2 separate regions of the Mus musculus genome follow, and region 1 is linked to region 2. A link is a contact called in public ChIA-PET data. All regions are on one chromosome and are shown on one strand. The core of a region is the stretch at or near the end of the contact, and the rest is flanking DNA. Distances in the headings are between cores, read along the strand shown.

Evidence for each region. ChIA-PET counts read pairs in DNA pulled down with a chosen protein or histone mark.
Region 1: a contact with region 2 is called in an RNA polymerase II ChIA-PET map of memory CD8 T cells, with 5 read pairs. The contact joins two enhancer-like sites. A contact is called at or near these places in 2 of 115 datasets of contacts at active chromatin or transcription factors (memory CD8 T cells and pancreatic cancer cells).

What each region holds. Positions count from the first base shown.
Region 1 is chr8:94,968,581-94,971,280 of GRCm38.p6, forward strand. The region is part of intron 3 of Gm30968 (a long non-coding RNA gene); the gene reads right to left. Among named protein-coding and RNA genes, the nearest start is that of Gm30968, 6.8 kb to the right of the region's middle. Within about 2 kb of position 1,286, at least 7 of the 459 cell types and tissues checked have an H3K27ac peak or open chromatin away from gene starts, as enhancers often do. A contact at or near this core is called in memory CD8 T cells, where this site is marked.
Region 2 is chr8:94,362,238-94,364,937 of GRCm38.p6, forward strand. All of the region lies in intron 24 of Slc12a3 (solute carrier family 12, member 3), which reads left to right. Among named protein-coding and RNA genes, the nearest start is that of Gm15889, 14 kb to the right of the region's middle. Within about 2 kb of position 1,279, at least 220 of the 459 cell types and tissues checked have an H3K27ac peak or open chromatin away from gene starts, as enhancers often do. A contact at or near this core is called in memory CD8 T cells, where this site is marked.

The DNA of each region.
Region 1 (2,700 bases), core at 36-2,535, 610 kb after region 2:
CCAGCAGTGCAGGCTCAGGTTCCAGGGGCCACCTATTGTCCAGTGCTCAGTCACCTGGCCACCCTTAACTGCAAGGTGACCCAGCCAAGGAAGTCTGGACCCAGCTGTAAAACAGGGGTTCTGCTCCTCACAGTGGTGGTGGCATTGGGAAGCAGCCAGCCTTGACACTGACTCGAGAAGGTCCCAGTTGGAGCCGGGGCTGGGTTCTGACTTTAGATGGACTCCATTCCACCTCCAATGGCTTTCCATCCTTCAACCACTGCCAAATTTTTAATAGTTGGATTTCTCACATAAAATTCACATTTCTAATTTCTCTGGCAAAAACTGAGGACCAGGGCTGGAGAGATGGCTCAGTGGTTAAGAGCACTGACTGCTCTTCTGAAGGTACTGAGTTAAAGTCCCAGCAACCACATGGTGGCTCACAACCATCTATAATGAGATCTGATGCCCTCTTCTGGTGGGTCTGAAGACAAGCTACATTGTACTTACATATAATAATAAATTAATCTTTGGGCCGGAGTGAGTAAAGGCCCAGAGTTCAATTCCCAGCAACCACATGATGGCTCGAACCATCTGCACAGTTACAGTGTACTCAAATACATAAAATAAATCTTTAAAACAAGCAAGCAAGTAAACAAACAAACACCCCTGAGCACCAGACTACATGGTCCCGTATTTACTGCAGCGAACATCCTCTGAGCTGGGCACTGCTGTTGAGCACTGGGCTCTCTTGTTCATGCTCTCTCCCTCCTCCTGCTGGTTCCACCTCCCTGCTCTGGGCCAGTTTTGTCGCCTGGCTTATGAGTATCATGGTTTGTAATTCTTGTCCCAGTACAGCTACCAGCATGCAAGAGACAAAGAAATTGAGGCCAGAGAAACAAGGGACCAACCCCCAGGAAGATCTCAGCATACCTCCTGCCTCACAGGACACCCCAGGCCCAGCCAGGTGCTTCTGTGCCTGGGAGGAAGAATGTCCTCTTGTGGAGAAACAGGTAGGCTTGGGTCTGGTCTCCAACCTGAATTCTGTCCTCTTCTAAATACAGCAGGTGACAATAGTTCTCCAAGACTCATATTCAGACTTTATCTTTGGCAGGGCATCCACAGAGTCTGCTTCCTTGGAGCTCAAGGGACAGTGAATATCTACTGTGTCTCTTAACTGGACCAGATGTGATATGAACTCAGGAGATGTGAGAAAGCAAAGGTTTGCCTCCCAACTTGATGTGGAAAGTCTGTGGCTACCGGGTCTGTGTAAGCTGCAGTTTCTTTCTTCTGTGGTTGTGGCCAGAACCATGGTACTAAAGCTATGGTGAGAACAGCCCCGGACAGGGTGTAGAGGTGAGACTGAGCCCTGAAAACACAATGTCTTCTTGGCTATAGGAGCAGAGCTGCAGGCCTTAGCGTTCTCCAGCCCCTGGGGCTGCCTTCTGGGGATTTAGTTATGGCCCGGGTTGGTATAACCTTGGGAAGACCCAGCTTTCCCTTTGAGTCAGCTATTTTAAGGAATGACATGTTTCAGAACTGGGCTCAGCCTTCGATGCATCCCCACATCTGGTTTTGGTCTCCGGATAACCTGTGTGTGTACCTAGATACTCATGAGTTTTGTTTTGAACAAACAACCTTTGCACAGCCACAATGGAAATAGTTCTAACGTGGTTTTTAAACAGCACCCACAGTCCCAGCCCATGGTTCTGCATCCTTGCAGCATTGCCTGAGAGCTTGTGACAACTGGGGCACTGCATGGTGGGAAACACAGGCTTAGACAGGAAAGTTGAGGCCCCAGTGGTAGGTCACCTCCTTAAGGTCACTTGAACCCAGTTTGAGAGTCTGCCCCTTACTGCTCCTCAGAATGGCACTCCTTACCCCACACTGCTACTGTGCTCAGGCCTTGGCTTAAATACTCTAATTCTTGCTATATAGATGCTTGCCATGTAGATGGTCCCTAGGTACCAGCTCTACCTTGGAGGAGAAATACTCTTGAGACAAGCAAGGGCACAGCCTTTGTGGTCTCTGTTTCTACTAAAGTGACCACTGTAGTAAGCATGCTGTCGTTTGCCTAGAACCAAGCAGTTTCTTAGAGTGCAGCACTTTTTAGGCAAAAACAATCGTGGACAGAATGAGGTAGTTGGTTCCCTCCAGGTGAAAGCTGGGGCCAGTTGTTCCTGGCACGGGGCATGTAGACTCTTTCTAGCTCCTTGCTTGTGAGCCTGACAGCCCTGTCACGGTCACTTGTCACCAGAGTGTCCCTTCCTGTGTCTTCCCCGAGATGAGGAGACCAGGCCTCTGGAGTTCCACAGAGGAAACATACAAGACTCAAACCCAAAGTGTGACCCATCTCTTATCTGAGCCCACAGGAGACCCAGAGCTCACAAAGCTACTTAGTAAATGTTTAGACCACCTGCAGCTTGGCTGTTACTGACTGTGAATGGACAGGACTGGGAAGTCTCTGCCCTTCCTCCCCCCCCCTCCCTCCCTCCCTCCCTCCCTCCCTCCCTCCCTCCCTCCCTCCCTCCACTCAGATACCTCAAATTAAAGTTCAGCATGTGCATGTGGTCCCAACTACGTGGTAGGATGAGGCAGGAGGATTGCTTAAGGCCAGAAGTTTAGAACCAGTCTACAGACAGCAAGTCCTGATCACAAGAAAATAGAAAGAAAGCTGAAGGGCGAGGGAGAGGAGATGAGGAGGAGGAGGGAGAGGAGGGA
Region 2 (2,700 bases), core at 29-2,528:
CTGGGGACTCTGAGGTGTGAACTGTCCAGGGTGCATGGGTGGGACAAGCTGCAGCTTCCATAGTGAAGTCTCTCTTCAAAGAAACACACCTGCAATTATGACCTGCTGTTAACTCACTGTGTAGCCTTGCTAAGGAACACCACGTCTCTCTTAGCCTTGATTTCCCTAATGAGCACTGAAGCAGGTTCAAGGTTCTCCTTCATCACACTGCGATCCCAAGTTCACTTGCTATAAAATGAATCCATCTCTGGACGGGTGAGGGGGTGGGGTGGGGGTGGGGGCATGATGAGATTTTACCTGAGTAGCGTCTCCCGCCCCACTTTCTCCTCTTCCCCAAAACTTCGGGAAACGTCAAAAGCTCACCAACTAGTCTTGCGAGATTAGCTGAGAGTAACAGTGGTGTGTCTGGTCACCCTGGAGGTGACACCTACACACACCCCCACCCTAGCCAGATGTCACCCAACAGGGCCCCTAGCTCTTGGAACAACTCTCCAGAGCAGCTGTGAGTGTGTCCCAACCCTCCAAGTTGGAGACCAGCCCAGATCTCTCAGGATGCAGTCAAGGTCAGCCTCATTAGACTTGGGAACCCTGAACATGCAAATTCTAGTCTCTTTTAGAAGAAGGCTGGGAGGGGCTCAAGACCCCTGTTCCCAGACATTCTAAGGACAACAAACAAGGAACAATCCTCAGTGGAACCAGGTGAAACGGGTGTCTAATCTAGCTCCAGCTTGGGGCAGAACCTGGCTCTGTCAGTCTCCTACTCCGTGGCTTATCTGATGACCCACCCCTACACCTCCACCCATGTGTGAGCGCAGCTACACCTGCACAGGTGTTGAGCTGGCGCTGCACAGTAACTATCCCAACCCCACAGCCTCTGAGCAGGACCTCCTTTTTCTCAGTAACGACCCTCTACATTGCCAAAGAGTAATTCATGAAGGCATCCTTACCACCCGTGCCTGAGCTGAGGAAGATGCTGTAAGCAGGGGCCTGCTTTAAGGATCATAACTAAACTGTGTTCCTTGAGACAGGGACACTGCCACAGGAGTTGTGTCCTCTACTCAGGGCCTTCCAGATGGGGAGTGGACTGGCACTCAGCCTGGGTTGGTTCCGTTCAGGGACTTAACTTCTGGATCTAGCATTCACCCAACACTGCCTTGCACTTTTGAACAGAACTTGTATTGTTCCCAGCTTTGTTCTAAAGATCAGTGGTTTAGGGTGAGCACATCCTGTTGGCAAGAGCAAGCATGTTATTGGCTAAAGCTAGAGCCAGTTAAAGGCGCTGTCCCACGGGACAGGGCCACAGGCTCCGCCCAGGGAGGGAACTTCAGGCTGAAGCTTGCTGCAGGAACTGTGGGTTTTTTTGTGGCTCTGAGCAGGCAGGCACCTGTGCCCTGTGCCCTTTAAAGTTGGTGAACTCAGTTCCCAAAAATGTTGTAGCATTTTCCCAGACTGCAGAGTCCTCAGCTTCAGGAGCGCCTGCAAAATCTAAGCTTGGCCTTTCTCCTCTCCTATGCCGTTCCCATGGAAGATCACTAACCACTTTCGGGTGAAGACAACAGTTGCTTAGTGACATAGGCATCCTTGTTCCCACCCATCCTTCCTGATCCTTGGGACCTTACGTTCTAAAAATAGGGCAATGGTTGTCCGGCTGATGTTCTGACCCTGTGTTTTAGTTAGTGATCACAGGCCTGGTGAGGTTGTAGCAAGCAGATGCATCAGGTAGAAAGATCTAGGAACCTGATTCAGGACACATCTCCACCACCTGCATGCTGTGTGCATCCTCAGACAGCCAACAAGGGCAGTGACTCTGTGACTGCTCTATTTAAAGAACTCTGAGGCTCAGTGCCACTCAGGCACTTTGCCAAAGTCACCAAGTTGAGGACATTGCAATGCCAGCACTCAGGCGATGACTGTGGGGTCAGATTCTGAACTCTGAACCCTAGTTCAAATCTGCCTGGCTGGCTGCTCCAGCTGGCCAAGTTCAGCTGGCCAGAGTTCAGCTGGGGCACTGTCCACTGCTGGCCTTAATTAGAGCTCAGATGGAGGGATTGTCAAGGGTACAATCCGGTACACTGTTGTGTAAGCACTAATATCCCAAACTCATGCACCATAGCTGGTTCTGTGAGGTACCATATTTCCCAGAAGCTGAACCCATGGAACCATGATCCTAATGTAACTTTAGAATTCTTCGGGTTTTTGTTGTTGTTGTTTCAAGACAGAGTTTCTCTGTGTAGCCCTGGCTGTCCTGGAACTCACTCTGTAGACCAGGTTGGCCTCGAACTCAGAAATCTGCCTGCCTCTGCCTCTCAAGTGCTGGGATTAAAGGTGTACGCCACTACTGTCCGGCTAGAATTCTTAAGATGGTAGAAAAGTCACTTTCTTATCTGCACAGCCAAACATGACTGAACAGCATTCTAGGATATCCTGTTACTTGCATCGTGTTTTACAGCTAGGACAAAAGGCCCCTGAGAAACCATGCTGGAATCGTCCCTGACATCCTTCATGGGGCGGGGGTGGTGGCGGTGGTGGTGATGGTGGCGGTGGTGGGCAGGACAAGGGCATGCAGCCATCTCACAGGAGCATATCACTCTGTGACCTGGTGGGGTGACCTCACCCACTCAGCAAACTTCCTTTGAGCCTGTCTGTCTCAGTGTATTTATGCACAGAGGGAAGTTCCAGACAAAACTCAGCCTGCAGGTG